Linked DNA regions of Mus musculus: regions 2, 3, 4, 5, 6 and 7 are each linked to region 1. A link is a contact called in public HiChIP or PLAC-seq and promoter capture Hi-C data. All regions are on one chromosome and are shown on one strand. The core of a region is the stretch at or near the end of the contact, and the rest is flanking DNA. Distances in the headings are between cores, read along the strand shown.

Evidence for each region. Promoter capture Hi-C pulls out the DNA fragments that hold promoters and counts their contacts. HiChIP or PLAC-seq counts read pairs in DNA pulled down with a chosen protein or histone mark.
Region 2: a promoter capture Hi-C map of hematopoietic stem and progenitor cells shows a contact between it and region 1, with 3 times the contacts expected there. The contact joins the enhancer-like site here to the promoter of Smim20 in region 1. A contact is called at or near these places in 19 of 39 promoter capture datasets (the 3T3-L1 cell line, the C10 cell line, the HPC-7 cell line and 12 more), 4 of 484 Hi-C or Micro-C datasets (CD8 T cells, adipose-derived mesenchymal stem cells, muscle stem cells and 1 more), 6 of 115 datasets of contacts at active chromatin or transcription factors (the 230-238 cell line, bone marrow-derived macrophages, embryonic stem cells and 2 more) and 3 of 9 other capture datasets (embryonic stem cells, liver and macrophages).
Region 3: a contact with region 1 is called in a promoter capture Hi-C map of liver, with 4 times the contacts expected there. The contact joins the promoter of Ccdc149 here to the promoter of Smim20 in region 1. A contact is called at or near these places in 2 of 39 promoter capture datasets (both in liver).
Region 4: an H3K4me3 HiChIP or PLAC-seq map of bone marrow-derived macrophages shows a contact between it and region 1, with 4 times the contacts expected there. The contact joins the enhancer-like site here to the promoter of Smim20 in region 1. A contact is called at or near these places in 5 of 39 promoter capture datasets (the 3T3-L1 cell line, the C10 cell line, liver and 2 more), 2 of 115 datasets of contacts at active chromatin or transcription factors (bone marrow-derived macrophages and embryonic stem cells) and 2 of 9 other capture datasets (adipose tissue and embryonic stem cells).
Region 5: a contact with region 1 is called in an H3K4me3 HiChIP or PLAC-seq map of bone marrow-derived macrophages, with 3 times the contacts expected there. The contact joins the enhancer-like site here to the promoter of Smim20 in region 1. A contact is called at or near these places in 4 of 39 promoter capture datasets (the 3T3-L1 cell line, the C10 cell line, cranial neural crest and 1 more), 3 of 484 Hi-C or Micro-C datasets (B cells, LSK cells and cardiomyocytes), 5 of 115 datasets of contacts at active chromatin or transcription factors (bone marrow-derived macrophages, embryonic stem cells, large pre-B cells and 1 more) and 2 of 9 other capture datasets (embryonic stem cells and macrophages).
Region 6: a contact with region 1 is called in a promoter capture Hi-C map of neutrophils, with 4 times the contacts expected there. The contact joins the enhancer-like site here to the promoter of Smim20 in region 1. A contact is called at or near these places in 3 of 39 promoter capture datasets (embryonic stem cells, neutrophils and stem cell-derived epiblast-like cells), 3 of 115 datasets of contacts at active chromatin or transcription factors (all in embryonic stem cells) and 2 of 9 other capture datasets (adipose tissue and liver).
Region 7: a contact with region 1 is called in an H3K4me3 HiChIP or PLAC-seq map of bone marrow-derived macrophages, with 4 times the contacts expected there. The contact joins the promoter of Tbc1d19 here to the promoter of Smim20 in region 1. A contact is called at or near these places in 3 of 39 promoter capture datasets (the 3T3-L1 cell line, embryonic stem cells and hippocampal neurons), 4 of 484 Hi-C or Micro-C datasets (bone marrow-derived macrophages, embryonic stem cells, macrophages and 1 more), 6 of 115 datasets of contacts at active chromatin or transcription factors (bone marrow-derived macrophages, embryonic stem cells and large pre-B cells) and 4 of 9 other capture datasets (adipose tissue, embryonic stem cells, liver and 1 more).

Annotation. Positions count from the first base shown.
Region 1 is chr5:53,265,734-53,268,606 of GRCm38.p6, forward strand. It overlaps Smim20 (small integral membrane protein 20), which reads left to right and starts at 1,373. Exons shown (of 3, transcript NM_001145433.1): 1 at 1,373-1,625. The coding sequence starts at 1,511. It overlaps Gm40303 (a long non-coding RNA gene), which reads right to left and starts at 1,394. Exons shown (of 2, transcript XR_868423.2): 1 at 55-1,394.
Region 2 is chr5:54,099,779-54,102,651 of GRCm38.p6, forward strand. It overlaps Stim2 (stromal interaction molecule 2), which reads left to right. Exons shown (of 12, transcript NM_001081103.2): 4 at 2,797-2,873. Among named protein-coding and RNA genes, the nearest start is that of Stim2, 100 kb to the left of the region's middle. Within about 2 kb of position 1,418, at least 162 of the 459 cell types and tissues checked have an H3K27ac peak or open chromatin away from gene starts, as enhancers often do. A contact at or near this core is called in CD8 T cells, the HPC-7 cell line, bone marrow-derived macrophages and 7 more, where this site is marked.
Region 3 is chr5:52,470,131-52,473,003 of GRCm38.p6, forward strand. Ccdc149 (coiled-coil domain containing 149) reads right to left here and starts at 1,448. Exons shown (of 13, transcript NM_001379231.1): 1 at 1,221-1,448. The coding sequence starts at 1,268.
Region 4 is chr5:54,044,296-54,047,168 of GRCm38.p6, forward strand. The region is part of intron 1 of Stim2 (stromal interaction molecule 2); the gene reads left to right. Among named protein-coding and RNA genes, the nearest start is that of Stim2, 47 kb to the left of the region's middle. Within about 2 kb of position 1,391, at least 106 of the 459 cell types and tissues checked have an H3K27ac peak or open chromatin away from gene starts, as enhancers often do. A contact at or near this core is called in adipose tissue and bone marrow-derived macrophages, where this site is marked.
Region 5 is chr5:54,018,069-54,020,941 of GRCm38.p6, forward strand. All of the region lies in intron 1 of Stim2 (stromal interaction molecule 2), which reads left to right. Among named protein-coding and RNA genes, the nearest start is that of Stim2, 21 kb to the left of the region's middle. Within about 2 kb of position 1,418, at least 56 of the 459 cell types and tissues checked have an H3K27ac peak or open chromatin away from gene starts, as enhancers often do. A contact at or near this core is called in B cells and bone marrow-derived macrophages, where this site is marked.
Region 6 is chr5:53,935,995-53,938,867 of GRCm38.p6, forward strand. All of the region lies in intron 2 of Gm40305 (a long non-coding RNA gene), which reads left to right. Among named protein-coding and RNA genes, the nearest start is that of Gm40305, 9.8 kb to the left of the region's middle. Within about 2 kb of position 1,362, at least 44 of the 459 cell types and tissues checked have an H3K27ac peak or open chromatin away from gene starts, as enhancers often do. A contact at or near this core is called in adipose tissue and neutrophils, where this site is marked.
Region 7 is chr5:53,808,262-53,811,134 of GRCm38.p6, forward strand. Tbc1d19 (TBC1 domain family, member 19) reads left to right here and starts at 1,366. Exons shown (of 21, transcript NM_144517.4): 1 at 1,366-1,597. The coding sequence starts at 1,499.

The DNA of each region.
Region 1 (2,873 bases), core at 123-2,622:
GTTTAATTCATGTATCACACGTTCCCTCTTTGCTGTGCAGCCTTGTCTCCTTACCTAACAAGTTCCTGAGGGGGCCTGAGGAGCAGCCATCTTACTGCACAGTCATTTGTCTTCCTCCCTGTACTTCGGTTGCCCGTGGGACTGCATCAGTCATCGGCAACAGGCGGCATCCGGGATTAGTTATCGTTTCATGTATTTGTTCCGTGGTAGGATCCTGGAGTGCAGAGGTCATGTCTCATTCATCTCGTGTCCCCCTTAGCACTTTGCCTGCTGTTCGGGGGGCCTAGCCAGATAGTCCATAAATCTGCTGACAGATTGAACGACTGATTTATATGCTGCTAGAGTCAGAGGTAGATGGAATCTTGATTCGACTACAAAACTACAGAGGAAAAGACCTGTGTTCACCACATCATTTCTGAGAGATTGCAGATCTTCTCTGGACTAAATAATGTTGCTGGGGTCAAGATAAATACCTTCTGTGCAGCCCAGACTCGCTACTGGTGTCATTTCTATTTCTAAGGGATTGAGCGAAGGCCCAAGGAATGTTGGTCTTAGCTGCCCAGCCCCCTGAGGAGATCATATCTTCTGACTCAGGCTCTGTAAAGGAGAACAGGTGCAGAGGTGGGGGAAAGCAATCCCCACAAGCATGGCGGGATGAGGGAACAGGTGTCAGTCTTCAGAGGCTGTGCCCCAGGCAAAGAGCCAGAGCCCTAGGGACCTGCCACTGACTCTGTGCTGTTCCTAGATTTTAATAGTTTTTGTTTGCAGCCCTCGATTAGTTTTGGGAATCCCTGTCTACTTTCTGAAACCCCTGTATAATTCCCCCCATAACCCAGCACACACAATATGGAGAGCAAAGAGGACAAGGGATCAAAGTTAGATCACTTACTGTGCTCAAACACCCTCCAGGAAAGGCTGTCTTGGGTCAGAAGACTCAGTGACTAATTTTGCAAATACCTTGCAAACCATTCGAACCAGGTGATTTGCTCCTTTGTGGCTCATGCCCACACACAGCTTTCAAAGAGGGAGGCCCAGTCTTTCAGAGGCTTCTAGCCTCACCAGTCACCAAATGTCACATTAATGAGGGGGAAGGGTAAGAAAGAGTTGTTGGGAACAGAAGAGTAAGACAGAAGGTGGTAATTGGAGCAGAGAAGGAAGGACCCAGACCCGGGGCCAGTAAGAGGTCAAAAAGAGGGCACGAGAAAGGAGTGTAGCCAAATACAAGTCAGCACAAGCCACCAGTGTCTCGGCCTCCACGATGGCAGCCGGAGGGCGAGGAGGCGGGTCTTGGTTTGAGGCCCCGCCTTATGCCGCGCCCTTCCTCGGATGACCCCGCCCCACTAAGAGGCGCCCAGGCCCCGCCTCCGAGCTCAGAGGCTCCTCCCTGCACTCCGATCCCGGAAGCGAGCTCTGCTCCGCCTCTTCCGAGCTGGGTCGCGACCTTGAGGCCGGGAATCGAGTTTCCAAACGTGCGGGGGCCTTCGCCGGCTCTGCTGCCCCCTTTCTCTCCATGGCAGCGGCCCGGAACCTGCGCACCGCGCTCATATTCGGAGGCTTCATCTCCATGGTCGGCGCCGCCTTCTATCCCATCTACTTCCGGCCCCTTATGCGGCTGGAGGAATACCGTGAGTGACCTCTGACCCCGCGCAGTGGCTGCTCCCAGCGCTACCCCGAAGCCCTTAAGCCCCTACCCTATCTGTTCAAGGAGTGCTGAGGAAGGATGTGGACTTGGGAGTGAGGCTACCCGGGTTCCAGGCTCGCCCAGTGCAGCCCGGTGACCACGGACAAGGGGCCCCACCTCTGACCTTCAATGTTGAGGCTCTACATATCTTTTGCAGGATCAGCAACAAAACTGTGAGCATCTTAGGGGTCACAGAGGTGATGTGTATGAAAGCAGCCTACACACAGCAGGTCAACACTAACACTAGTTCACACACAGTATATACTGATATACTGAAGATTTAATGTTTTGGGTTAAGCATATACCGAGTCGTTGAATTTGCACGGGCTTCCCTTGGGGTAGATGCTACCCATTTTACAGATGGAGGTCACACAGCTAGTAAGTGGTGAGGGAAATGTTCCAACCCAGGCGTCTGTCCGCAGAGCCCCGCTCCATCCACCCAGGCTGAGATGGTGCTATAGTGGAGAGCTTTGATCATTCTGAGTTGAAAGGTGTTTTTATGGTGCATCATTGCCAATCCCTAAGATGTCTTGGAGCGGAAATATTTCAAAGCTAAACTGTTAACCTGGGTTCTGAGTTTTTCCTCAAATCGTTTTTTTTTTTTTTAGATTCTGCTGGTTTCCTTCATTTTTAAGCTGGCTGCTCACATGACAATGGCGAGTGTCCGGGGAGTCATTTTCCTCCTTAATCATTCAGGTCCTATCATTCTAAAAGCCACACTCCTTCCTGGAGACCTATACCTCAGCAAGGATTAGCACTTTGATACATCTGAAACCATCTGTCAGCGAGGAGAGATGAGGCATTAGAGGATCATTTTGTTCTCCAGGAAACCTGAATCATCTTGAAGATGGAAGAGGGCCAGCCCAGCCCCCGGGGAATATTAGCTGAGGCTGAAGCTTGGCGATTTCAAGCCTCATGTAAATGTTCTGACCATCTCCAGCGCCATAACACTTGGTTTCTGGAGGCAAAGCATTTTAAAGTACACACATGAATCCCCTGACAGCTTCTTTTCATCAGCTCAGACTAAGATGGTCTCTGTGCTTCCTGCCTTCAAGCCTTCCTGCATGCGCCACGTGTGGAAGGAATGTGGGCTTGTGTAAGGTCCTGCAGAATTTGTCTCCATCCTGGATGGATCCCTGCCACAGGCTATTTTATTACAGCTTCTAGAGTTGGAGTTGAGACTTGGTCTGTT
Region 2 (2,873 bases), core at 168-2,667, 830 kb after region 1:
CTACCTTGAGAAAATTGTAGGCTCAGCATGGGAATAAATGTACTGCTTTCAGAGCTGCTACAGTGTCCACATGAAATAACATTCATAAATCTGGTATGTAGTACATAGTTAATGTTAGCAACAGTTTTTATTGGTGTCCTAGCCATTTTTAGAATTCGATCTTCCCTGTCAGCATTCTGTAATGAAATGTTCCGGGCTGGTTGTTCAGTTTACAGTGCTTTAGACAACAGCCCTTTTTTGTTATAACGGAATCAGAAAGACAGAATTTTAAAGTAGCTCAGTTTATTACTCTGTTTATTCAAAAACTTAGCCTGAGTTAAAGAGCTACGGTGGCTCTGTGACTCAGGTACACCTCTTGGCAACGGTCTCTTTCCATTCCCAAGTGTGCTGAAAATCACCGAAATGTCAGCCTATAGCAATTGGCACAGTTTTGAGCAAAAATACTTGGTAAGCAATTCCAAAGTCAGTGACAGGTAGGCAGAGGGATGGGGCGGCTTCAGGTCGCTCTTTGTCACTGGGGATCTCCTATGCAAACAAGCCTAGGTTGAACAGTACTCACTCTTTAAGTCTCATCTACTTCAGTAGTTAAGTGGCACCCAGCAAACTGTGCATGAGTGCTCAGTAAGGAACTTATACATCCTTTAGTGGAAAAGCAGATGTTAAAAGAATTCCTTCTCTTCTAGATGATTGAAATTAATTAAATTCTGTGGGGAAAAAAGTTCTTATGAAGAACTGAATTTAGCTAAGAAAGGAAGATTCAACAAAAATACAGAAGATGATAGGATTCAAACCGGTTTCATATCAGGTCTTTGAGGACGGATAAAAAGGAGCCACCGTAGGGGTTGAAAGACCAGCAGAGTATTTGGAGCAGAGGGAGCTAATACAAAACTTCTCATGTCCTGGTAATGAGAAGAAAAGCTGTTTGCAAGGAACCCAGACATCAAGTGGAAAGCCAATTCTTTCCCTCAAGTAACTCTGTCTTATGATAGGATGGTATTGTTTTAAAGATGCATTCAAAAGAGAATTGGTTTTACAAACAAAGCTATTTTAGACCAGCACAGCTGTCCACTCAGGTCGAGTAGTATTAGGACTGGACAGTTTCGTGCGCTTTTTTGCATTTCTTCCTTTGAATCTGGTCTCCTTGGAAACTTGATGTGTTGGGTTGCTTAGACTGGTTTTTTTGCTATTGAAAAATCCAAAGGCAGAGAGAATCTTATCCTGTTTTCCTGGCTGAGAGTTTTGTGTGGGTGTGTGCACTGCAGCTGTGCTGTGGGTTTCTTGGCATTCAGACAGGGCAGTTCTCCATGTAATGCATCGCAGAAGGAAGAAGCCTTCGTGTAACAAGGCTACTTTGACTGGATTAGGTTCAGCGGAAGGCCCCTAGGGCTGGGCTGCTGGCTGGTAGCCTCACTTGTTTGTCTCTGTGGCTCCAGCAGGCTCAGCCCATATACAGGTGTGAGGGTAGAGATGTGTCAGAAAGAGAACATAAGAGCTTTGTCTCAGTATAAAATTGCCACTTAGCAATACAGTTTTTAAAGGTTTTTATTAGTTAATTATACTTTGCTTGTTTTTTCTTTAAAGATCATTGAAAAGGGCAGTGTGAAAACATTGCATGCAAATGTGCATTTAGCATTTTCTATAATTTATGAGAATGCTCTTTTCCTAGAGCCTTTGTGCACAGATGGATCTGCAGCACTGCACCTACCACTTCCTCCTTGTCTTCAGCCCCGTTTGCCCTCTGCTGTGGTTTTCCCCAGTCGTCACATTAAGTGTAGACAGCATGCAGCTCTCCATTTCTCAAGCCTTCCGTTGGAACAGCTTACCCTTTACACAAGCAAGCCGAGAAAAGCCTCCAACTTAATTCTTATGGTCTCTTCTTGTTTATCCTTTTGCTCGTGGTTGTTGCTCTCAAAGTGCTATAGAGTAAGCTTCTATCTTTGTGTGCCTGTGTTCAGATCCAGTCTTTCCTAATGTGGTCCCTCTCTGACTTTCTGCCTCTTCCTAAAATACAATACAATACAGACCAAACACAGCTCAGCAAGATTACATCAGATCTTCAGAATTCTATGGCTTTTATTGTAGGCTTTAGTTGATGTAGTCAAGCCAGAGGACTTACCTAATTCATTCTCATTCACATCCTCTCTCTCTCTCTCTCTCTCTCTCTCTCTCTCTCTCTCTCTCTCTCACACACACACACATACACACACACACACACACACACACACACACACACACACTCATTTACCCCCTCCCATTTTTTAATGACTAGCATGATTTAAATGTTTCCTTCCCCCATCTTTCTTCATTTCTAAGTTGCCCCCCCCCCTGAATCTTTGCCCAGGGCACCTAGGTTTCACAGGGGTAAACAAGTTCCCCATCTGTTCTCTGCTGTATGCTGTAGTGCTTACAGTGGCCTGACTCTCACGGGGTGGTTCTCTGATTAGATGCATTAATGGGCTAGGTAAAGTGCCAATCAAGTCTATATCTAGTAAGGTGTTACACCCATGGAAATGGGTTGTTTCATCCTTTAAAAACTCTGTATTAATGCTTATTTTAGAATTAGTTTTACTGCAGTCTGTCTAATTGTTTTATGTCTTTTTTTCTGTTTTAGATTGTACACATTTGGGAAAACAGGGGTGGGCCTCACTATTTTCAGCTTACCATAGGATGCTAGATGCTATTTTACTACCACTTATTACATCTAATTGAAAACTTAATCTCCCATATGTAGATGTGTTCAGATCTTAGTTTTGAAAGCAGTGTGCTTTAAACTATACCTTCTTTTCTGTGTTACAGTTCACAATTGGACACTTGAGGATACCCTGCAGTGGTTAATAGAATTTGTTGAACTGCCACAATATGAGAAGAATTTT
Region 3 (2,873 bases), core at 198-2,697, 800 kb before region 1:
GGAGAGCTTTGAACCCGCTATGCAGCAGAGGATGGCTTTGGTTGGACTCCTGATCCTCCTGCCTCTACCTCTACCAAGAGCTGGGACCACAGGCGTGCATCCCCATGGCCAGGTAGTGTGCTTGATTTGGAATGACCATTCTCAACACAGATCTACCTGAACAAGAATACCGTACCTTCTAAGTCAGCACCCACTCCTGGACTTCCATGGAGAACCCACCCCCACCTTCATCATCTTTTACTGCTATAGATGATTCTGGATGGGCCCAGAGATGAGATTCCCAGTGGATATATTCCTTGACACAAAGCCTGATAGAGAAGATAACCTGACAGAGAAGATAGAGCTGGGCCGTGGGCCGAGACATAACCCCTTCCAGTGCTAGACCAATGTTTGAAGGAACTAAACTAAGTGGCTCTAAGTGGTGGAGTTCATTGCTCTACACACACTGGGTGTTAAGTGGCTAGATAATGGAGGAGCCGTCCATACAGGTGAGGGAGGTGAATTGGTAGCTTGCTAGGGGAAGGAAGACATCAGGATCCCTCTCACCTGGAGAAGCTAGCTGCCTGACCCGAGCCAACCAACTGGGTGGATCAGAGAGAAGGCAGCCTAAGAGTCTGAAAGCTTCCTTCTGGCCCATTCACAGGGGAGGGCGTGGAGTTGTCTATATCCACAGGTCACATCACCTCTGTACCTGTCTCATTTTCCTTTGAGAAATGAATGGTTTCACTACCTCACAGCACATAGTAGGTGCGGGAAACAGGAGCTCAGAGAGTGGAGTAAGTGAACGCATGAACCAACCATTGCAAGGATGCCAAACTCTTTCACTTAAACCGCTGCTCCAAGTCATTGCACCTGCCCAGTTGTTACCCAAGGGCCCGGATGGTCCCTCAGGCGTCACCTTTTCAGCATCGGGAATCATCCAATCGCTTGCCTCCATAACAGTGGTGACTAGGCAGGCAGGTGGGGCTTGGCTCTTTCCCCTCCCGGATCCCAGGGCTTCTCAGTCTCTCCAATCCTAGGCCAAACGCTGGCGAGCGAAAGGCCCCTCCCCAAAGCCTGGCACCAGATGGTGCGGGCGACCGCGGCTCCCCCGCAGGCCCGAACGTGAGGGGTGGACCGTGCACCTGCAGGTCCTGCCGCGGCCACCTGCTACCCGGGCTCACAGGGCTTGGGGACCTGCTGCAGCGGCTCAGGAGGCCGATCCGGAGCCCCGGCCTCACCTCGCTCACCAGCCCCTGCCAGTCGCTCTCGGTCCGATCGCCGTCCATGTCCCCTCCTGCGTGCGCGGGCGGGCTGCACAACCGCCTCCCTTCTCCTCCTCCTGCTCCTGTCGCCGCCGCCGCCGCCGCCACCCCGGCCCCGCGCAGCCCGGAGAGGGCCAGGAACCTCCGAGCCTCCGCGCCGCCGCCTCCCGCGGCTGCCCGCGCCGCTGCCTCCACGTCAGCCTCCGCGGAGGAAGGGGAGGAGGAGCCGGGCCCCAACCACTGCCCTACAGTGGCTCGGGGCCGGTGCCAGCCGCGGCACCCCGGGGACCCCAGGCCACCAGCTGTGTCTCCTAGGGAAGGAAGGGACTCTGCATGTGAACCATCACATAACCCCAGACTCCAGCATTCCCAGGCCTGTGGTGAGGGAGGGAGGCTGGCGAACAGGTGGGTGTCATCCCCAGGTCGAGAAGCCAAACTCCTCCATCCAGCCATCCCCTGCCAGGTCAGGCCTCTACCATTGAAACTGAAGCTCCACCAAGGAAGGGCCCTTCTTTCCCCTGAGTACACATTGGAGCAACCTTGGCACGCAGTAGATGCTCTACATCTTTTGGTCGAGCGTATGAATGAAGCTCACCATACTGTACATACATTATACTGATTTTTAAAGCGACCAACATTTCTTTTTAAGTATCTGATGTCGTACTAGAACGCAAGTACAAAGTTTGAAAATAAAACTCTAAATTCTGAATAGGGCCAAAAAGCTTGGTGGTGGGATTTAGCATGAGTTAAGAGAGGAGCCAGCTGAAGATTGTGCTATTCAGGGCTCTGTGTAGAAGAGGAGGTGGAAAGGCTGCAAAGAGATGTCAGAGATGGTGGGTGACTTCGAGGAAACAGTTTGCAAGCACAACAGGGCTCATATGGACTCTCAAAACACACACAAGCCCAAGTCAGACACAAAAATGAGAAGAGACATGGCCGCAAAGTCTCACCCCTAACCAAGAAGCGACTTGCAACTGATAGCTTCTGGGAGAGGGAAAATCCGTTTTCTTAACAGAGTGATATTTCAAACACACGGCAAGGCAGGCCCCGTGTTCAGTCCTAGTCAGCCAACACAATAGAACGTCACGGATTTTTTTAAATGCTTTTGTTTGTTTTGGTTTTTATGAGAGAGAAAAAATAAGAAGTTGGGGGTGAAGAGAAGGGGCCTAGGAGGTCTTGAAGAAGAGGAAAGAATATAAGAATATTTAAAATATATTGTATAAAATTTTCAAAAAAAAAAACTTTCTAAAGATAATTCCATGAAACTTTCATGGGAAAGGAAGACTAGAGACCTCCAGAGGGAACCTCAGATGAATGCTATGTGATCCCCGCCCCCACATAGTTGCCAACAGAAAGCTTTCCATACTTGGGGAAACTCAGCTTGTATAAAGGAGTAGGTGGCCTGAGAAGTTGGTAAGTCCATTTGGCAGCTGTAGAAACCTCACGGCCACCATGGATTTACATTGTCAGTTCCTGCTGAGAGCGGGTCAGTTCTGTGACATGGAAGCTGGGTGCTGAAAAGTGGAGAAGCGGCCTTGGCCCCAGCATGCTACATGATGAGAATGGGAAAGGCCGAGCTCTGTTCTTCCCTTCTCTTCTGTGTTTCCAAAATCTTTCCATTATCTCTCA
Region 4 (2,873 bases), core at 141-2,640, 780 kb after region 1:
GGAAGCATATGCTAGTGAGTCCATCCTTATCCCTGTAGCTTATGCTCTGTGATTTACTGCCTAGACTGCTATGATAGATAGACAGTCTTGGGTGACAAATACATAGGCAACATATCTTATCAAGAAGATTCAGATAAGCATATGAAGACACATTCCACATTATGCTTGTGTGAAATGCCAGTGAAAACAGTGAGCTATGTCATACCCTCAGTTTGGAAGACCACGAGCGCTGACGGTAGGAAGTGTTGACCAAGTGTGGAACACCAGGGACTCATACCCTGCTGGCAGTGGACAATGGTATAAATGGTGTTAGGAGGCAGTTTGGCCATTTCTTATAAAACTTACCAGTTTTCTGTGAAGTCCAGAGATTCCACTTGTTGGAAGAGTTGGATAATTACAAAAACCTACACATAGCTTTGTTCTTGATAGTAAAGCTTAGCAGCCAAGATGTCTACCAGCAGAGAATGGACAGATAAACTAGGTGGTTCATCCAGACAATGAGATATTATTTAGCATAAAAGGAAATGAACCAGTATAAAGAAACATGATTCTTTGTTCCTGCGAGTGTGTGTGTGTGTGTGTGTGTGTGTGTGTGTGTGTGTGTGCAAGTATGTACGTGAGTTAATGTGGGTGCTGTGGAGGCCTGAGGTGGATGTCAGAGTCTTTCAGTCACTCTTACATTTTGATACAAGGTTGTCATGAACCCGGAGCTTTCATGTACCACTGTGTTGGCTGTCCAGCAAGTCCAGGGTCTTCCTGTGTCTGTCTGACTAGTTGGGATCATAGGTGCAGCCTTCTGCTGGGCCTAGACTTTTATTTTTAAAACAGGGTACTTAGTTCTTATTTATGTAGCATACTCATTGACTGAGCTGTGTCACTGGTTTTCTAGTCAAATGGAGCCTAACTTTAAAGGTTGTGTAGTAAGGATCTAAACTATGATAGAAGACAAAACTAAGAAGATCACTATTTGCCAGGAGTTGGGAGTGAGGCATGAACAGGCAGAACACAGGGTTGGGAGGCAGTCCTACTACCCTCTGTGATATTTTAAGTGTGGCTGCGTGTTTCAGTGACTTAAGCAGACCCATAAAGTGTACAACAATAAAAGTGAGCTTTATAAAGTAAAGCCTTTGGGTGGTTACATGTCACAGTGTGTATGTTCATCAATGACATGTGGACAATTGTAAAACAAAGTTGTCTGGAGTGAGGATTTGTACTCCACCAGATAACTGAGTTCTCAACAAGTTTCTCCTTTGACACTTTTCTGTGTCACTTCCACCCTAACCATAAGCCACCTTAGTGTGCAGATGGAACTCGGTGTGGGCAGGTGTCTCACTTGAGCCAGTAGTCCCCTCAGAACCCTAGGCTTGGTGTTTTTGATCTTCACTGACGATAGCCCAGGCTGTCTCTGCAGAGTCACTTCCTGTTACGGCACCACCTTCAGTTGATAGTGGTTTCTTCCTCTAAACTGGGCAGTAAGATTAGCTTATTGGAGAACCATGCTTTGTTGCATGAGCCTGCCCTGCACAGTGTTGTTGCTTAATGTCCTTGCCCTGCCTCCCATCCACAGTCCACAAGAAGCTGTGGGGAGAGTTTGAGAAGAGGGGAGCAGAAAAGACCAGAGCACTGCTGGTTGACACCCTGCTAGCGGGTTTTATTATTTGTGGGTTCCAGAGTGCATCTTATTTCCTTCCTGAACTTACTTTTATTGTCCCTTTAAAGTATCTCTTTCATAGGTCACAGCAGAGACAACTGTGGACGTGTCAACTCAAGCACATCATTTATTATGCATCTTATAGTGATATTATAGGTGGAGTATGGGTCAGAACAGTCTCTGTCCTTGACCTCACAGAGTTTCTTTATCGTTACCTTCGCTACTAAAGGAGCCCTGGGAAGGCTGTGCTTAGCATTTTAAAGTTGCAGTTGGATATTTTTGCATTGTGTATTGTTTATTTTGTTCAGTAAGTAAATAATAATATCTGAGAGTGAATAGACTTCATGTTAAGCCTTAGATGAACATGAAACAATTGAGCAAAGTACAGAATCATGAAATTTGTACTGCCTGTTTAGATTTACCCTCGACCATAAAGGGGTGAGAAGTTGTCAGTTGATACACTTAGCTTTCTAGTCCCCTGAGTAATTTCTTAAAAGACTTCTCCAAACATTTATATTTAAAAGCCAATTAATAAGTAATTCAGTAAACAAATAATTTTGAGCATTTCTGTGAGTCAGATCCTGTTCTAGGTAGTGTGGAGAGGACTGATCAAAACAAAGCCTGTGATTTCATGACTGCATCTCAGTGTGGGAGTTAGTGAGGAGAGAAAGGCACAGTGCTGCACACTGTGACAGGGAATGTGGAGAGCATGGAGCCAGCAGAGAACACAGGCCAGGCTGGTAACCTGGGAAGTGCTGCACACTGTGACAGGGGCTATGGAGAGCATGGAGCCAGCAGAGAGCACAGGCGAGGCTGGGTAGCCTGGGGTGAAGGGAGTTGGTCAGCCATGGTATGTCAGGGAGAAAGCCTAGTGCTGGCAGAGGAAACTGCAAACATGAGCTTCTTTGCCAGTGAAGACTTTATGTATTATTTTTTGCTTTATTCAGAATAGTCTTTAGATCTTTCTACAAGCAGGTCTTTTCTCTGAATGTTAACAACGCCTATTTAGTCAAGATGAAATAAATAACCACAATTTCTTATGTATACTTTATAATATGATAGACATTTCATATTTCCATTATCACTGTATTTAATGTAACTATTTGCCACATATGTTCTTGCCTGTGTGTGTCTTCATGGAGAACTTTGAAGAACCAATACAAATGTCACTTTTACCTTGAAGATTTTCTTTCTGTGGGCATACGCAAGGTTTTCTTCTTAT
Region 5 (2,873 bases), core at 168-2,667, 750 kb after region 1:
TGCAAATATTTGCTTATAACTATTACATCTATACACCTACTGTATATACTTGCTGCTATGTTTGTAAAAATATGTATATTATTGAAAGTAGCTTATGGGCTGTCCCTTCCTTCCTTCCTTGCTTCCTTGCTTCCTTGCTTTCTTGCTTTCTTGCTTTCTTGCTTTCTTTTTTTTTTTTTTTTGATGGGGTCTTTCTGTGTAGCTCAGACTGGCCTCTAATGTCTTACTTAACCTCTCAAGCGTTAGGATTACAGGTGGGTTGTATAACAGGGCATCTTGTGGTATAAATATGTCTTGAAAATAACTTAAAATTATTTTTTCCTAGGATTAAGTTTTTGAGATTTTAATTCAGTATTTTAGACTAGGGGTTTGATCTTTTGATTTTCATCATTTAAGAGCAGAAAGGGGCTCTTGGGTAAAGAAGAGGATTAATAGGAGAGGGATTGGGGACCTGAGGTGGGAGAATCAAGAACAAAGTATATATGGAAATGTCACAGTGAAACTTACTACTTTATATGCCACCTAAACACTTAATATGAATAGATGTCAACGTTTGTGGTTATGATGTTTGGAGTTATGTCTTTTGGTGTTGTATTTATACCTCAAAAATTTCCTGTGTATTTATCAGAGGTACATGTCTACTCCTGCTGGTCTGTTCTCCTGTAGGCTGACTCCTGCATCCTGGCAATATCTTATTGTGTGTTTCTTCCAGGTTTAGATTCTGTCCTCTTTCCTGGCACTTACTCTTGTTCTTTGTCTAGCCCTTCAGTGGCTCTCTGCTGCCTGTTTTCTGGTGGTTTAACTAGTTTCTAGGATGGGCGCTTTTTCACATTGCATTTTGATTGACTTATCAACCTAATAGGCCAGTAAGTTTTTCAATTATTTTATGATTTAGAAATTATGTATTATTTTAGTTAATGGACTTAATTGTGTTGAATGCTGAACTCTCTAGACTTTGGATTATGATATCTACTTGTACCCTAAAAGCCTGTTAATATTCCGTAGAGTTCATGGTTGATTTTATGATGTAAGGGCATTCACTGACTTTTTCCCTTTCTGGAGAGGAGTGGATAACTTTGTAGAAGGATTATGTAATCCACTCAGTAGACCTGAGCTATTTTATTAATTTTTTTTTAATCTGCTGGTTTATTCACAGAATATGTATTGAGGGCTTTCTCTGTCCTGAGTGACTTGCAGTGGCTTTAATTTAGGTTTGAGTACACTGACTATATTTAGTAGTTTTTAAAGGATCATGTTTAATCTTCCCTAAAAACAGGAGATGTGAGGAAATGGGATGCTTAAACCTTTAGTTTAGTATAATGCTCACTATCTCATAGATAGTGATGAGATAAACCCTGCGTGGACTCACTCCTGTTTCACATGGTAGGAACTTCCTAGTACACTTGCCCTGCCTTCTGTCACTATAAGAACAGTTAAGGTTCAGCTTTGTGGACTGATTTAGGCAGGATCTCAAAAGCTGTCTGAGATTGCTTTAGTCCTCATGCTCATATCCTGATCATTGTCTGTAAATACTGTGGATTCTAACCTCTGTGGCCACTTGGGCTTCTCTGCTTTTCTTTGCTGTCCTCTAGTTCGGGCCATCATTACCTCTTCCTTCAGGGGCTCTTCTAGCAGCTTCCTCTTTGTTACAGCCCAGTCTCTCAGATCCTGTAACACTATGTAGAGATCTCTGTGCGCCTTCCTGCTTTAGTGGCTTGTTTTCCTAACTGCAGAATAGAAACACCATACTCTAAATCACAGCATGGTCTGGCCTGTTTTTGCTTTCCTTGATGTGTTTTGTCATGTTGGCTTCCTCTCTGCTGCATGAATATGACAAACTTGTTCGTTCATTTGGGCCTTGACGCTTCTCAGTTTCTGTCTCGAGTTTCCCTCCTTAACTTTTGGCACGGCTGGCTGTTTCTTGACTTTTTTTTCTCCCCTCAGGACTTTTTTGATGATTTCACATAGGAACAGTCTTCATTCTTGTTTGCTTCAGTAATCATAGAACTGATTTAATTCCTTTATAATGTTTTCAACCAGATATTAAGTTTTAATGCATCTGTGTTGTGTTGTCTGTTCTCAGCCATGTGAATTGGAGCTGTGGAAGGAGTGGGCCCAAGCCGTTCTTGATCATGCAGTGTGGAGATTGTGCTACTATCTTCTGTACTCTTCTGAAAACTTTTTGGATAATAAACATCTTATTTCACACATTATGTGCATAAACTTTTTACTGTATTTTATTTTTTCTCTCTGAGTATCCATGAATGTTATAGTACAAAAGAATATTTTTTACCCATGCATGTTTTTAACTGATTTAAAACATATCTTATGGTTTTGAAAATAAATGATATGTTGTTTCAATTTCCATTTTTTAATCAGATAGTCTTTCTTTCTCTGAACTTAGAAATGGAAAGTATGGCAAACAGTAAAACAAATTTCTCTTACCAGAATAACCATTTTAGGATTATTTTTATGTGCAGCATGTATTGTTTTATGTAAATGTGTTATGGTGTGAATGAATCCCTGTCCCCAGCTTACACAGAGGGGACCTTAGCTTCTCGGGGGAGGGTTAGGGTTGCTCCTCTGGGAGGGGACCAGGACACAGCATCCTCCCCTACAGGGAATAGGTACTCTATAGAAGATGATTCTGAAGGCTAATCAGACCCCTTTGCTCTTCTGTTATGGGAGGACGTAACAAAAGAGTGCCCTCACCATAGGTGGCCCCACGTGTTGAGGATTTTGGCCTTTAGAATTGTGACCAGTAATTTCTGTTGTGAAGCAACTCAAAGGTATTTCTGTCATAGGATCTGAATGAATGAATATGAAATAGGAATTGTCATAGTTGCTCTTTTGCATCTTGCTTTCTAAAATCT
Region 6 (2,873 bases), core at 112-2,611, 670 kb after region 1:
AAGAAATAATTATCACCCCACTTAATATTTATCCATTAAAATATGAATATTTTGATGATTGTTTTTAAAAGATCACCCAGGGAGTGAAGGTGGAGGGAAGAGACTGGCAGAGCACTGAAGTTCTTCCTTGGTGAAGCTTTCAATTTTGAAATAGAACTTTTAAAAAGAAAAAAAAAGATTAAATTAATAAAGATGAAAAATTTAAAAGGCCATATAATAAATAGTAAATCCATCACACGTTCAAGTGTTTGAAAAGCTTACTAAATAGATTAGAAGATCTTCATAGAGGGTAAAAGAAATCACTAAGAGTTATGAATATAACTCAATGGTACATTTGATCAGAATGTGTAAGACCCTAGATCAACTCCCAACACACCCTCCCAAAAAAAGAAGTATTAAAAAAGAAAGAGTAAAGCACAAAAGCTTAGAAATAAGAGGCACAATTACATACGTGAAAGAAACTGAGAGTCGCAAAATGCCTTAAGTATTAATATTTCAAAATATATAGCATGCATATTCTATAAGTGACATGTAAAAATATCAAAAATCTAGAAACTCTAAGCATGAGTTCCTCTAGAGGATCTGGAAAGGATGATGTCAACACTGGAAGGTTTTATGACCAGACAGTTTCACAGTCGAGTGTTTAACTGTTCAAAATCGATGGCTAAAATGTAACCTGGATAACTCTGGGCCACAGAGAAACCTAAGTTCTGTAATACAATATTAGAATTATCAAAAATTAAATGAGAAAATAAATCACCCAACAAGAGTCTAGCAGTTAATCAAGAGTGGTAAGTAAAAGATAGCAGTTACATATTTGGGGTTACCTCAGATCAGAAAAATCTGTCACCATGGTTCATTATTACAACAATCTCCCGGGGATGTGTTTTTTTGGTTATAAACATCAAATAAACTAATTTAAAATGGTGATTCTCAACCTTCCTAATGCTGTGACCCCTTAATACAGTTCCTCATGTTGTGGTGACCCCCAACCACAAAATTATTTTCATTGCTAATCCATAACTGTAATTTGGCTACTGTTCTGAATCGTAATGTAAATATCTGATATGCAGGATATCTGATAAACAACCCCAGTGAAAAGGTCATGGCACCCACAAAGGGGTCACAACTCACAGGTTGAGAATCACTAATTTAATGCACTATATTATTACTCTGTGTGATTCTGTGGCCTGGATGAACTCAGATGAGGAATTCTCATCCATGTAGTGTTACTGTGTGACTTACATAATGGTCGCTGAATGGGACAAAACAGCTTCTTATCATTCATAGACTAGCCCAATCTTTCCTCCAACACTGTACAGGATTCTGAGTGCAGACCTCTTCCAAGAGCACCAGTTCTATTGTGCAATTGCTTATCCGGCTCTGATTGCATCATGCCTGCCCATGTCCAGTTGGCTAGAGTCAGATGCGTGTGTGAAATCGATGTGGGAAAGAAGAGCCCAAAGAGGCAGGAAACATATGCAAGTACAGTTGATTTAGTAACAGTCTACCACAATCAGCATACCATACATTTGATGCACTGTACAAGCAATTTGAAATGAACATCTAAAATAGGTGTGGGAGAGAAGAACAAACGCTTCTATTGAATCACAGGAAACCCCAAGGTTCAGTTCCTCTATGCCTTTAAAGCAACAACCTCTCAGCTTCGTATTAAACCAAAATAACAATAACTAGACTTGCCTCCATTGAAGCCAGGAGCCTGAAAATGAAGTTACAAGTATTATTAGTACTTGTTCTTGGAATCTAACAAATTCATTAAAATAGAATATGAAATAACAGTTGTGACCATTGAAATAAGATGTCTATGCTGAGAATGTAGTTATGTGCTTCGAGAACACTATGGTTAGGTTCTGCAGAGATGGCTCAATGGTTACGCGCATCGACTACTCTAAAGCCAAGTTCAGATCCCAGCACTTACGTAGCAGTTCACAGCCACCTGTATTTCCAGTGTCAGGTGATCTGATGCCATCTTATGACTTCTGTGGACACTAGGCACACATGTGGTGCATAATCACACATGCAAATGAGACACCCATACAGAAAAAAAATTTAAATAAAAAGGATAATTTTATCAGCATTTCAGGAATTAGATAAGGAACTTGAAATGTTCTCTTGTTGACAATCAGCACTTAGAAAGGAGAATGGGAAACATATTTTAATTACAATAAAGGTGATATTTTTATTAAAAATGATTTAACATGAAGGGCATGAAGTAGTAACAGCTTATCAAAGATCTAAGCCAAGATGGCGGGGGGTGGGGGGCGGCAGAAATAATTCAGTCTTGATTGCGAATGTATTACAAAAGACAATCTCACCAAAATCAAGACATAAATGTAACCAATTGCCATTGGGGAAGATAGAAATTAGATTAAGTTGTCTCAAAATATATGGGAGGATGAGGGCCTAAGAGTAACTAGGAGCTAAGTAATATAATAATAAGTAATAATAAATAATATTATAATAATAGCTATAAAATAATATAAATTAAATTCAAAGAACGCATATAGTGAAAACTTTCTCCCATCTGTGTCTCATATCTGCCCAGTTCTATCTCTTGCCTTACCAGAGATATGCTACCAGAAGTTTTTTTGTTTGTTTGTTTGTTTGTTTGTTTGTTTTTTGTTTTTGTTTGTTTGGGTTTTTTTGTTTTTCGAGACAGGGTTTCTCTGTATAGCCCTGGCTGTCCTGGAACTCACTTTGTAGACCAGGCTGACCTCGAACTCAGAAATCCACCTGCCTCTGCCTCCCGAGTGCTGGGATTAAAGACGTGCGTCATCACGCCCGGCCAGAAGTTTTTTTATACAGTTAAGTATGCTGATTCTCCACCCCATGGTATTTTGCACAGACAATTG
Region 7 (2,873 bases), core at 116-2,615, 540 kb after region 1:
AAAACCAAAATTAATCCGTAAGTATTTTGGTGATATTATTCTAATGTGTATTCTAATTATTCTATTATTCTAATGTGTATTCTAATGTATAATTACACCTTAGGGCGTTTGCTGACCTACTATTGGCCTTTGGATTAACGTTCAATTAGTTAAATCAGTTACTTCTAATTATAACTATGTTTCATATATTTCCTTGAGGACACAAACTGTATTTTATTAAATATTTGTGCTCACACAGTTCCTTGTATGTAAATGCTCGATAAACTGAAAGTTGGACCATGTCTAAAAGATGGAATGAATGCATAGAAATCTAGATGGTAGATTTCTTAAAGACAAGGACAGTCAGGATCTTAGTCATTTTAAAATTAAGAATACTAAAAAAAAAAGTATTAGTAATTGTTGTTGGTTAATTTGTATGTGAAAGGAGACTAATACCAGGATATGATTGTAGATTCTAGAACAGCAGTTCCCAAGAACCACCCTTTCACAGGACTTGCTTAAGACCATTGAAAAAGGGCTGGAGAGATGGCTCAGTGGTCAAGAGCACTAACTGCTCTTCCAGAGGTCCTGAGTTCAATTCCCAGCAACCACATGGTGACTCAAAACCATCTATAACCATATGACAGTGTACTCATATACATTAAATAAATAAACTCTTAAAAAAGACTTCCTTTAAAAAAAGACCATTGAAAAACACATATATTTATATGTGTTTCATAACAATAGCAACATTACAGTTATGAAGAAGCTGCAAAAAAATTATGATTAGGGTTCACCACAACATGAGGAACTGTATTAAAGTGTGGCTGCATTAGGAAGATTGAGAACCACTGCTGTATAAAGCCTAGAGAATAGAAACAGTCGCAAAGGAAACAAGCGTGCAACTTCATGAATTGCTTCTTACCTCAGCCAACTATCAAAACATCCTGCCAATTGGTGTAAATTGAATTCTGCAATTTAAATACATCGCTTAAGTGCAACAGCTAGTATCAGAGCCCATAATTTTGGGGTGTAACCAGCAGCAATTGTGTTCACAGGCGTGTTCTGCAGAGATTGACTGGTGGAAGAGTTAAGAATCTCTATAATACAGAGTCTATATAGTAAATTTCAACACACACACACACACACACACACACACACACACACACACACACACACCACCTCGTTCTCGGTTCTTTTTTGCACATCTGAAACTTTGTGGCTGCGGAAGAACAAGCTTTTGTTCTGTGTTTTCGATCAGACTGGGTAGGAACAATGAAATCTACTTCCCGGCCCTGGTCTCTTTCCGCCCTCGGAACGCATGTGCGAGGTCTTTCAGATGCGGAGGGGACCAGAGAGGGACGGACGCACGGCCCAGCAGTTGCCTGGCAACGCCCGCTGGAGGAGTCCCGCCGAAAAAAGGTCCGGGAGAAGTGTCAGCGGCCAGGAGTGGGACCCTGCAGCGCATTCTTTCCTTGCCGGCGGCCGTCCCCGCGGCTGGCGGGTTAGGGCAGGGGAAATGTTGCAGGAGGAGTCGGACCTGTCCCTCATCATTGCCCAGATCGTCCAGAAACTCAAGGGCTCCAATTTGTATGCTCAGCTGGAACGGCAGGCCTGGGTAAGCGGGGCTGATGGGAAGCTATGGAGACCGGCAGGCCGCAGGATGACCTGCCTGCTACACTGCCTTCACCCAGGCCAGAGCTTTTTGCTCTCTCCACCCCTTTCTGCTGTTTTAAACCCCTCCCTGAGCCTTGCACCTTGTTTGCTCAGACCCAGGAGTGAGGCAATTGTATTTTTTTAAAGATGGGTGGGGCTCATCACGCCCTTCTTCAGGCCAGAGAATGGCCAAGGCTTCTCCCGTTTATTCTTGTAGTCGTTTAAGGGACCTATTTTTTATTTTTTAGATGTTGGACTCACGAGCAGCATGCCTTCCTTCTTTTTTACTTTCTCGTGGATGGATTGGGATCCCATGTGCTTTATTCTAATGTGTCACTTTGTTGCACTTTGCTCTCCCTACAGTGATTTTTTTTTTAATGTGCCCACCTAGCGTTTATTGAATTCATTTAAACAGACTCGGCCCTGCGAGTAGACAGAATAACCAGTAGAGCTTTACTGTATGAGAATGTAGTGTGAATGGAATCCTACAGTACCAAAACTTTTGTGGATGCTTCTGTCCCCGTTAGGATTTTGAGATCCATCCAAACTTGGTATTTTAGTACTTCTGTTCCCATTAGTTTCTCTAGTTAGTACTTACCTGGTGGATATTTAGGTTGTTTAGAGATTATGGATAATGCCAATATGTATATTCTGTGACTTTATCTTTATCCCATGGATTGTCCAGAAAATGTATTGTTTAGTTTTCAAATTTGGGGAGATCTTTCCAGTTTCTTCCTTTTGTTGATTTCAAGTTTAACTCCAGGATGGATAAAATTTATATTATGTTAATTCTTTAAATTTTGTTGGAGTATTTTTTTATTTTTAAGATTCGTAATTTGTTTTCTCTTGTTGAACATCCTTTGTGTACTTAGTAAACATCTTTTTTTTTTTTATAATTTAGAAATGTCAGTTAAGTAGGTTGAAAGTTTTGTTTAAGTGTATCTTTACTGAGTGTGGTATGTGATGATTAATCTTGTTTGTTGACTTAAAACACCTGAGAAGAGGAAACCTTAATTGAGAAATTGATCTCCTAAGCTGCCTCTGTGGACATATGCACGGGGCATTTTCGTGATTCCTAACTGAAACAGGATGGCTGAGCCCACTGTGGGTGGTACCATCCCTAAGCAGGCAAGCCTAGGCTATATTATCAAGGTACTGAATGATGAGCCTGGGAGCAAGCCAGAAAGCAGATCCTCCAGGGTCTCTGCCGTAGTTTCTACCTTGAGTTGCTACACTGG